Linked DNA regions of Sus scrofa: region 2 is linked to region 1. The links are chromatin contacts, called in public HiChIP or PLAC-seq maps. All regions are on one chromosome and are shown on one strand. The core of a region is the stretch at or near the end of the contact, and the rest is flanking DNA. Distances in the headings are between cores, read along the strand shown.

What was found. HiChIP or PLAC-seq counts read pairs in DNA pulled down with a chosen protein or histone mark.
Region 2: a contact with region 1 is called in an H3K27ac HiChIP or PLAC-seq map of skeletal muscle, with 5 times the contacts expected there. The contact joins the promoter of NPM3 here to the promoter of LBX1 in region 1. A contact is called at or near these places in 3 of 5 promoter capture datasets (fetal liver, fetal skeletal muscle and liver), 14 of 47 Hi-C or Micro-C datasets (alveolar macrophages, brain, embryonic fibroblasts and 11 more) and 1 of 2 datasets of contacts at active chromatin or transcription factors (skeletal muscle).

What each region holds. Positions count from the first base shown.
Region 1 is chr14:112,283,976-112,288,953 of Sscrofa11.1, reverse strand. LBX1 (ladybird homeobox 1) reads left to right here and starts at 2,738. Exons shown (of 2, transcript NM_001206336.1): 1 at 2,738-3,203; 2 at 3,881-4,693. The coding sequence starts at 2,879. The coding sequence ends at 4,401. LOC110256659 (a long non-coding RNA gene) reads right to left here. Exons shown (of 2, transcript XR_002338515.1): 2 at 4,936-4,978. LOC102161206 (a long non-coding RNA gene) reads right to left here and starts at 1,183. Exons shown (of 3, transcript XR_307765.3): 1 at 1-1,183.
Region 2 is chr14:112,819,603-112,824,580 of Sscrofa11.1, reverse strand. NPM3 (nucleoplasmin-3) reads left to right here and starts at 2,337. Exons shown (of 6, transcript XM_003359343.4): 1 at 2,337-3,365; 2 at 3,626-3,711; 3 at 3,964-4,083; 4 at 4,201-4,294; 5 at 4,643-4,764; 6 at 4,850-4,978. The coding sequence starts at 3,248. The coding sequence ends at 4,755. MGEA5 (protein O-GlcNAcase) reads left to right here. Exons shown (of 16, transcript XM_003483548.4): 16 at 1-2,087. The coding sequence ends at 70.

The sequences.
Region 1 (4,978 bases), core at 1,489-3,988:
GAGCCCCTCTGGAGGATTGAGACCAAGGAGTCCCCTAGGATGGGGGCTATGGCTTGCCTGAGGCTCTGGGTCAGGGCTTTGGGGTTTTAGCAGGAAAGGTCTGTGGGTCAGAGGCTGAAGCAGAATCCTGAGAGCAGGAAGTCAGAGGAAAGAGCAGATCCTCTTTGGTCCCAGGTCCCAGAGATTACAAGCCAGCAGGATCCAACTCCCTGGAGTCCTCTCCCTCAGGTCCCTCTCTACCATCTCCTGACTCTGACTCCAGGGCCACCCTCACCTCATGGCTCCCAGAATAGCACCAATGCATCAGAGACAGGCCTGCTTTGGGGATAGCTCTGCAGCTCTGAGGGAATATTCTCACCATTCCCGCTTCTAAAATACCTGTCCTCCCCCACAAAATGCAGGACAAAGATGCCCAAGAGGGTAAATAGCTTTTCCCAACACTCCCAAGCAGACCTGGGGCAGGCATTGGGGGTCCCAAACAAGAATCCATTCTCCTACAGGTCCTAACCAGGAAATTTAAAAACAAAAAACAAACAAACCAAAAAACAAAAAACTGATCTCTGATGCTCACGGGACCTTATGCTGGAAGCATCCAGGAAGAGAAACTGTCCCCTGTCCCATAGCTCAGCTTGATTCCCTCTCTGGAGGACATATGAAGGGACAAGAAGCCCAAGAGGCTAATTCTTCCCATCCCAACCTCTGGGCTGGGCCACAGTCCTTCACACTGGCCTTCTGGACCCTTTTCTGGACCAAGCAGGGCTGCCAGATCACACTGCTTGCCCAGGAGTTTACAAACAAAGCCAGGGAAAGGGCTGGGCTGTATGTGGGGAGGAGAACAGCTCTTCCTCCTTTGGCTCCAACTCCCCCCTCTTCTCCCCTCCTTTCTACAGGAACAGAAATAGAAAATTAGGGTGGCAGGGCAAGTGGCCCCACACAAACCAAAGGAGGGACTCAAGAGGAAAAAAACCCTGGGGCTACAGCCCCCCTTGGGTGCATCAGGGGAATGGAAGACATAGGTAGGGGGTTTAAACACGCCTAAATACCCACAGATTCACATACATACACACAAATATACACATGGAGAACCACACATAAATATACACATTCAAAACATAAACACATTCAAACACCCATGCACACAAATGCTCGCCTGATATAGAGAGAATTCGGACTGTAGGGTTTCCAGTGCCCAGTCTGACTCGAACCCCAGATCCCTCCTGGTTCCTGAGAGCACAGCCCCGGCCCGTGGCCCGGCCCCCTCCCGGCCCCCGCCCCGCATCCGGAACAGCTGGAGTCGGCCTGGCGGTGCACTCAAGCCCGGCGCTGGGCTGGGCGGGGCCGGCAGCGGGGCCCCGGCCGGGGCCCGGCAGAGCGCAGCGGGGAGGCCCTGAGCCTGCCCCGTTAGCCCCAGCACCCGGCCCGGCTACTCGGTCGGACACCAGTCACCAGACCGGCGGTGGCCCCGGCCGACCCGGAGAGCCGCGGCCCGAAGAGAGTGTGCAAGACTGCCGGAGGAGGTAAGGCTGTCGCTTTGGGCTCACGCCGGGGAAGAGGGGTCTAGAGTCACCAACAACTCCCCTTCCACCACTTGGTTGGGGAAAGCTGTGTCCTCTGGCTGGCCTCCTACCCCAACCCCCGGGCTCCCTCACCCCTGCTTCCCGTGTCGCCTCACTCAGGGCTGCAGAGCCCCCTCGGACCTCCCGCGGGCCAGCTGGAGGGCTGCAGATTCCTTCGCCCCGGGCGCGTGGCCCAAGGCCGAGGGTGAGGGACAAGTGGGTCTAGGGTTAGGGGCGCTAGGTCTTTGATCTCAGCTTGGCAAAGTCCTCTCTGGGCCCGCGACACTGGGCCCACCCAGACTACTGGTCTTACCTGGCCCGCGCGGCGGCTGCATACCTCCCCGGCTGAGCTCCTGCAGCCCTTCTAGGGCGCCAAATCCTGGTTGAAGAGCCTGAGACCTCCGGGCCAGCGCTGCCGCTACAGCCAGGCCGGCGGGAGGTGGGTGCGCCGGGAGTGCGGCTCGCAGTTTGGGGTGGGGGCGGCGGCTTTTCAGTCGCCGGAGGTTCGGGTGCAATAAAGGCGCCGCTAATGTAATTTACAAACAGCTCGGGCCGAGCGCGGCGCAGCGCCCGGACTGACAGGCGCATTAGGCAGGCTAATTCCAGCCGGCTCCTCCTACCCCAGGCCCGCTAATTAATGAGCTTCCCAACTTAGAGCCGCCTGCATTGGACGGACAGAGAGTGAAAGGGAGGACGAGGGAGAGGGAGAAGGAGAGAGACGGGGGGAGCGGAGAAGAGAAGAGAGAGGGAGGGAGGGAGGGAGAGAGGGAGGGAGAGAACAGGAAGAGAGAGAACAGAGAGAAAGAAGAGAGGAGAAAGACAGGGAGAAAGAGAAAGAGAGAGAGAGAAGTGCCGCTGCAGATAATTGATTACTCCTCGATCAAGGCTAACTTGTTAGCAATAGTCAATTGCCCCATCTCTCCGCCTCCCCTCGCAGTACGGGATCGGCGCCCTCGCCTCGGCTCTTCCAACTGCCGCCGCCAGGACCCGGGGCCAGGAGCCGCCGCGGAGCCACCTGACACCTTTAAATAGCACCGGGGGCTGGCGAAACTGGAGCCCCGCGCGGCGCGCCCCGGCTCGGGCCCCGGATTGCTGGAAGCCCCGGCGGCTGTGGCGCCCGCGTCAGCGCCCTCCTCCTGGGGCCCCGTGCGGCTCTGTTCGCCTCTGCCGCTGCGCTAATCGGCCCGAGCCCGGCCCGCGTCCTGCCCAGCGCGGCCTCCTGTCTGCCTGCCACCCGCTCGCGCCGCCCGGCGCCCGAGCTGCCCGCGGGCTGGGTCCCCGCGACCCGAGCCGCCCCGGCCGGGCCCCCAAAAGAGGCCGAGATGACTTCCAAGGAGGACAGCAAGGCGGCGCCGGGGGAGGAGAGGCGGCGCAGCCCTCTGGACCACCTGCCGCCGCCCGCCAACTCCAACAAGCCGCTAACGCCTTTCAGCATTGAGGACATCCTCAACAAGCCGTCTGTGCGGAGAAGTTACTCGCTGTGCGGGGCGGCGCACCTACTGGCGGCCGCGGACAAGCACGCGCCGGGCGGCTTGCCCCTGGCGGGCCGCGCGCTGCTCTCACAGACCTCGCCGCTGTGCGCCCTGGAGGAGCTCGCCAGCAAGACTTTTAAGGGGCTGGAGGTCAGCGTCCTGCAGGCAGCCGAAGGTAGGCGCCGCCACTGGGTACCTTTGCGACCAGCACCCCGCGCCTGGATCCAGGGGTCCCACGCTTAGTGCCTGGTCCCTCTGCCCGCCTCCTCCCTTGCCAGCCGCCAGGGCCCTCCAGCCCAAGCTGCTGCCGCTGGGAGTGGAGATGCGTGGGACAGGACCCAAACCCTGTTTCCTAGGGACCTCTGGATAGGCCAGATCGAGTGACTGAGGAAGGGAGGCGGGAACCCAAGATCTCTCCGCAGTCGGTCTGCTCTGCCTGGCTCCCTCCCTTTCACAGTGGCCCGGGGAACTGGGGTTTGGAGAGCCTTGGCTAGGACCTTTTGGGTAGGTAGAGCTGAGTTGATTGCAATGTGGTGGAGAGCCAGCATTCACACCCAGTCAGGGAGTCCCTGTCTGGCTCTCTCCTGTTCCAGGGACATCGAGTCTTTCAAACCAACTCTCAAGTGACCCGGCAGAGACCAAAACAATTTTTTCCTAGGGACTTCCGGTAGCTGAGAAATGGGGGAAGGGGGCTTGCCATAGCTGAGGCTTGCCCTAGTCCTGGTGGTCGAATCTAATCCGGCAGGCGACAGCGACTGACCACAGGCCGGATAGGTCTAGGTGCGGTGAGTAAGGGCCAGGGTGGGGGTCTCCTCTCCCCTGGAGCAAGCCTATATTTTGGTTTCCTCGCAGGCCGCGATGGAATGACCATCTTTGGGCAGCGGCAGACCCCCAAGAAGCGGCGAAAGTCGCGAACGGCCTTCACCAACCACCAGATCTATGAGTTGGAGAAGCGCTTCCTTTACCAGAAGTACCTGTCCCCCGCCGATCGTGACCAAATTGCGCAGCAGCTGGGCCTCACCAATGCTCAGGTCATCACCTGGTTTCAGAATCGGCGCGCCAAGCTCAAGCGGGACCTGGAGGAGATGAAGGCCGACGTGGAGTCCGCCAAGAAACTGGGCCCCAGTGGGCAGATGGACATCGTGGCGCTGGCCGAACTGGAGCAGAACTCTGAGGCTGCAGGCGGCGGTGGCGGCGGCTGCGGCAGGGCCAAGTCCAGGCCTGGCTCTCCGGCACTCCCCCCAGGCGCCCCGCAGGCCCCGGGCGCCGGGCCCCTGCAGCTCTCTCCTGCCTCCCCGCTCACGGACCAGCCGGCCAGCAGCCAGGACTGCTCGGAGGACGAGGAAGACGAGGAGATCGACGTGGATGATTGAGCTGCGCCCCGGCATCTTCCGCCGCCCTGGGCTCCTAGCGCCGTTTGCCGGCCGCCTCCCGGACCGGACCGCCAAGGGGAGCTGGGACCTCCTCTGCAACTCCCGCCTTCTCCCCTGTCCCTGGCCCGGACTCGGCTCCCGGCGGCCGCCTCTTCCCTCACGAAGCAATAAACCCGGGCCGGCCGGCCGGGCCGGCCGCCGCGCGCGGCCTCCACCGCCCCGGGAGCCCTCGCCGTGCAGCTCTGTATGGCTTCTGTATAAATATTTAAACCTATACTCCGGGTTCTTCCCATCGCAGCCTGACTTTTTTCTTTCTTTTATTTTTTAAAATTTCGGAGATCTCCATGATTTCAAAGCTCTCAGGCTGCTGCCGGGTTTGCTGAGGGCGAGGCAGAATCGAGGGTAACGAACATTTAACCCCGAGGTCTGGAGGAGGGGGCCGCCCCGACTGTTCTGATTTTTCTCTGCATGTGGCGAATGCACCGGCCTTCTCCCTCCTCACTTCCCTAGGCCTATTGCAGTTGACTTCTTTTATTTCCTTCTGCATTTCCCCCCCTGCGTCGGAAGGGGCTGAGGG
Region 2 (4,978 bases), core at 1,088-3,587, 540 kb before region 1:
AGGCTGTTTTGAGATTGCAAAAATGGAAGGATTTCCAAAGGATGTGGTTATACTTGGCCGGAGCCTGTGATGTTTGTTGGCACTATGAACTGTCAGAAAGTCTCTTAACTTCACCTGGTGGGTGGTGGTTGGGGTCTTCATACAGTTCAGCCTCTGGAGTGGCAACACATTGGCTGATTAGGATTGAAAACAAAGAAGACTGTGTAAAACTCACTCATCATACTTAGAGAGACTACTCACTGGTTGGAAGAAGATAGTATTGCTGCAAATCCTGTATGAAAGAGATGTGGGCCTCCTTTTTGAGTCTTGTGTTAGATGCCAAGACCTCTTACATGGGCTTATAGGGAGGGGTCTTCAATAAATGTAGTCAGCACTGTTTTTTGCATCCAGTGTGGTTGCATTTCTCACCTGAGAGTAATCAAAATCATTTGTCATCCTCTTTGGCTTATTGAATGAAACGTGTCTCCTCCTTTGGGGACATGGCAAAGATGAGAAAGATTTGGTTTCTGAGGCTTCAGGGTGGAGATTCCAAGTGGGATGGTTATGGCATAGTTTAAGCTGAGTAAATGATTTCACTTTGGGCAGTTTTTCTGCTTTTTGTGAAGCCATGGCCAGTTGTCTCTTGTAGTGACCATTGGTTCAGGCATGTTGTACTTTGTAGGGACAAATGTGCAGTTGTTTGTGGCGAAAGCCTAAAAGTGACAAACTTGTAAATTTTTTTGTATATAAACTAGCTGTAACCTGACTATTCTTTGTGTTTATTGGGTTTTGTAATTTTTCCTTCTGAAAATGAAAAGGTTGGTTCAGGATGGCACTTTGAATAATATAAATCAGTGGAAAGTGGATTTTCTTTGCTTTTTTTTTTTTTAAATAAGTTGTATTATTTTTGAAGTGCCTCCCACATAGGGCTAGGCCATGACCACTTTGGGTACGAGAGCCTAACTTCATAGGACTCAATCTGTTGCAAAGTGCAGTAACTTCTGGAAATTAACCTCGATGAAGATCAGCATGTGAAATGTTAATTTTGACATCTGGCAAGAAGGGTTCAGGGACTAATTGATCCCATTTGCCCTCGGATCAGTTGTCCTTTAATTTCAAGACTATTCCTACTGGTTTTATTAAATCAGTCTTTAGTTTTTGCATGTTTGTATCTAATTTTTAAAAGAATGAGCACACTTTAACCAATGACTTATGGTTACCTTTTGTCTTTCCTTTAAACGGGTTCTGAAAGCTTCAAGTATTCTAATTTAGATTTGGTGTTTTTAAGGGTTCTGAGCATGAGGCTAGCAGGTAATCTCTGCAGGATTTTTTTTTTTTTTTTTATGATGGCTGGCTGGCTTCTCCATTGGTTCATAACTATTTTGTTACATTGCTTTCCTGCAGTTTTGTATCAGCTGTTTTAACTTTGAGCTGAGAGGGGAAGGTCAAGGGGGAAGGAAACTTAAAACATTTTCCTTCATAGGTTCCCATCAGTATGGACTTTGGAAAGAGAGTTTTTAAAAAGCATTGTATTTAGTGCTGCCTAGTAACTTTCAACCAAAGCCTGTGAGTGCACTGAGTGGGTGAGATGAAGGAAGGAGGCCTCTTCATATACAGGGTTAGAAAACCTTCAACTGATAGGAGGATATAGGTATGCTATGTTGGACAACTGGAACCAAGTTTGTAGTTTTCAGGGCTGGGATGAAGGGAAGATATCTACAAGATACTGTTTTAAATGGCTTAATGTCATTTGATTTTCTCTTTAAGTACATTTTGTACACTAGTGGACAATTCTAGCATTTTATCTGGAGGGTTCCACAGTCATCCTATGGAATCAGGATTTTTCGCAAGTTTGCTTGTGGCTTTATCTTGGCTTTTAATAATCAGTTTGGCTGGTCTTCTGGTCACAGAGCTAATAACTATGAAACAGATGTCCAGGCCTCTAGGATTGTAAAGTGCTATGTTATCTTCTACGGTTATGAATATTTATTAAGGTTGGGATGACATTTCATTGATTGTTTAGATCACAGCTCAGTTTCTGTAGAAAACAAACTGTAAAACTATCTGAAGACCATGCAAGAGGCAAAATAAAACTTGAAGTGAATGTGTGTGATGGTGTCCTATGTAAACCTCCTTCCTGTTTTTGCCTCCTACCTTTTCTCCTGCCCTTGCATTCCTCACCTGCAAGCATGTATTCCTCTACATAGCTGTTCCAAGTTAAGAATTAGATCCTTCCTTTTCTTGTTTTTTTTTTGTTGTTTTTTGCTTTTTAGTGTCTCAGCCTCTCGACATATGGAAGTTCCCAGGCTAGGGATCAAATGCGAGCTATGGCTACCAGCCTAGGCCACAGCCACAGCAATGTGGGATCCGAGCCACGTCTGCAACCTACAACAGCTCAGGGCAACCCACTGAGTAAGGGCAAGGATTGAATCAGTCCAGATTTTCCTCAAGGCAAGGTAAAAGGAAAGTGGCCTACTACTTGGCCAAGCCACCTTCTTGCCAAAATTATAACCTGGGTGCGAATCAACACAGCTAGTTTGAGTTCTTGCCACCAAGCAGAGTAAGGAACACAAGTGCCTGATTGTTTGGTCAAAAGGTGAAAGCTGGAGGCAGAGCCCAAATTATGAGACAGGAGTCCAAGGCAGAAAGATGTTCTGGGACTAGCATGCCTTTGCCAGTCCCACGCTTGAGCTGCTAGCAAGCACCAGCAGGCAGCCAGCATTTGAAGTTCAGTGAAGACAGGCAATCACTATCAGATTGCCTTGCTTCTGGATAGTGAACTGCAAAATCAATTAGAGCAGGAACCATATCCAGGAGTGGATGGAGTGGCTTGAATAACACTAGGTCTTCTGTCAGGCTCCTCAGTTCCTTTGGAGGAAAGGCAAATCTGAGCACATTTGCTATTATAAGGAAAAGGCTGCACTATATCTCGCCTTTCCTAGGGGAACTGGAAAAATTTACATTTTACATACACCAACGAAAGCTCACCTTGGGTTGGGTTGTGGAACTAGAGAAAATGGAGGCAGGAGCCGCTCCCTGAGAGTCTTGGACGTGGAAGTGAGCAAGGACGTTAACACGAATCCCAAGTGCATGTTTTGCGATGTTACCATCTCCGTGCGGTCTCAATCAACAGGTCTGAGGCTCCTGAGCCAAACTGGGCAATGGCCCCCTGCCCAGAGTGCTTCTCCTTTAATAGGTGGGGCCGGAGCCGCCGCGAGGCTCGGGCTTTGTACGTGTCGGAGGCGGAGCCTCAGCCGGCACTAGCAGCATGGCCACCGGCGCCGCTGCTGCCTTGGGTTTCTTGAATCAGGAGAGCCGCTGCCGGGCCGGGGGTGCCGGCAGTCTGCGAGTCCCTACCCCGGTCACTATGGACAGTTTTTTCTTCGGTATTCAGAAAAGGAGGGGCTGGGGGTGTTACTGGGTCACAGGCAGGGCTGGGGAACAGAAATGCAGATGCGTGCGCGACGTGGGTGGGGACTCAGGGGGCCTCGCACGCGGCCGCTGGAGCGGAAGGGGAGGCCAGGCCCCTGTCCTCTTCGTGCAAGGGGGGGCTCCACGTGGACCTGAGAAGTGGGCCTGTGAATAGGTCAGTCCTGGGCTGCACGTGAGCCGCCGCCACATGCTCACTGTGCTATATCTCTTCCAGGCTGCGAGCTCTCCGGCCACAGTCGCTCTTTCACCTTCAAGGTAGAGGAAGAGGATGATGCAGATCACGTGCTGGCTTTGACCATGGTAAGGGGCGGGGAAGGCGTGGTGGTGAATAGGACCCGAGCAGGTCACCCGTGGGCCTCTACCCGCGCGTCTCTCCTCCTTGTCCCATTTATTGCGAGTCACTTCCTCTGCTGCCTATCCCCCTTTGGGGAGACTCCCTTGGCCAGGTGATCCAGGGACCTCTGAGGCTGGGCAAGTTCCAGGGTAGATGCCCCCATTTGTGGTGTTCACCCTCACATGGGGAGACTCCGAGGCCCTATGTACCTTTCCCAGCTCTGCCTCACTGAGGGGGCCAAAGATGAGTGTAACGTGGTAGAAGTCGTGGCCCGGAACCGTGACCACCAGGAGATTGCAGTCCCTGTGGCCAACCTCAAGTTGTCCTGCCAACCCATGGTAAGTGTTCTGGCCATACCTCGGGAGGTTGGGAGGTAGGAATTGAGGACTTAAGGACTCCTCACAAGATGGGTGGACCAGGAGTGGCCTAGGCCTTCATCTTTCTCTTCCTTCCAGCTCAGTTTGGATGACTTCCAGCTCCAACCACCTGTAACCTTCCGCCTGAAGTCAGGCTCTGGCCCTGTGCGGATTACTGGGCGGCACCAGATTGGTGAGAGTTTTCTTTGCCTCTAGTGGATTCTCTGTCAGAACTCTTGACCCACCCCACCCATATCTCCCAGTGCAGTTCCCATACAGACCTTGTATGCTGTGCCTTCCATTTTCTGTCCTACTCAAGCCCTTCTCCTTCATGGAACCTGTCCCAACTTCTCCAGCTCCAGTGGTGTGTACTCCTTTGGCTCTTTATAGTCTAGCTAAGTATTAGGTTTTTTTCCAGCTAGACCATAAACTCTGGAGGGTCAGGGTCCCTGCAAGCCACAGGGCATGAATAAATGACATAGTGTGAAGGGGGTGTGGCTTTAACTTCTCTCCCTTCCTTAACTGCTTGTGTGTGTACCAGTTACTATGAGCAATGACGTTTCTGAGGAGGAGAGTGAAGAAGAGGGGAGTGAGGAGGAAGAAGCTGAGTTGTGCCCCATCCGACCTGCTAAGAAGCAGGGGGGCAGGCTCTAACCCTCCCTGGTGAGTTGTGGGGGAGCAGGGTCTGGGAGGGGACAGGAGGAGCAGATGTGGGCCTAGATGCTGACCCCTTGTTTGCTCTCTTCAGGTCAGCTAGCAGCCTGCCACCTGCCATGCACCAGGTTCCTGTGCAAGTTTCAAGAATGTTGTACCAGAGGGGTGGGGTGGGATAGGGCGGATGGGGTCCTGGTTTGGTGCTAGGACAGAGGGAGTCCCA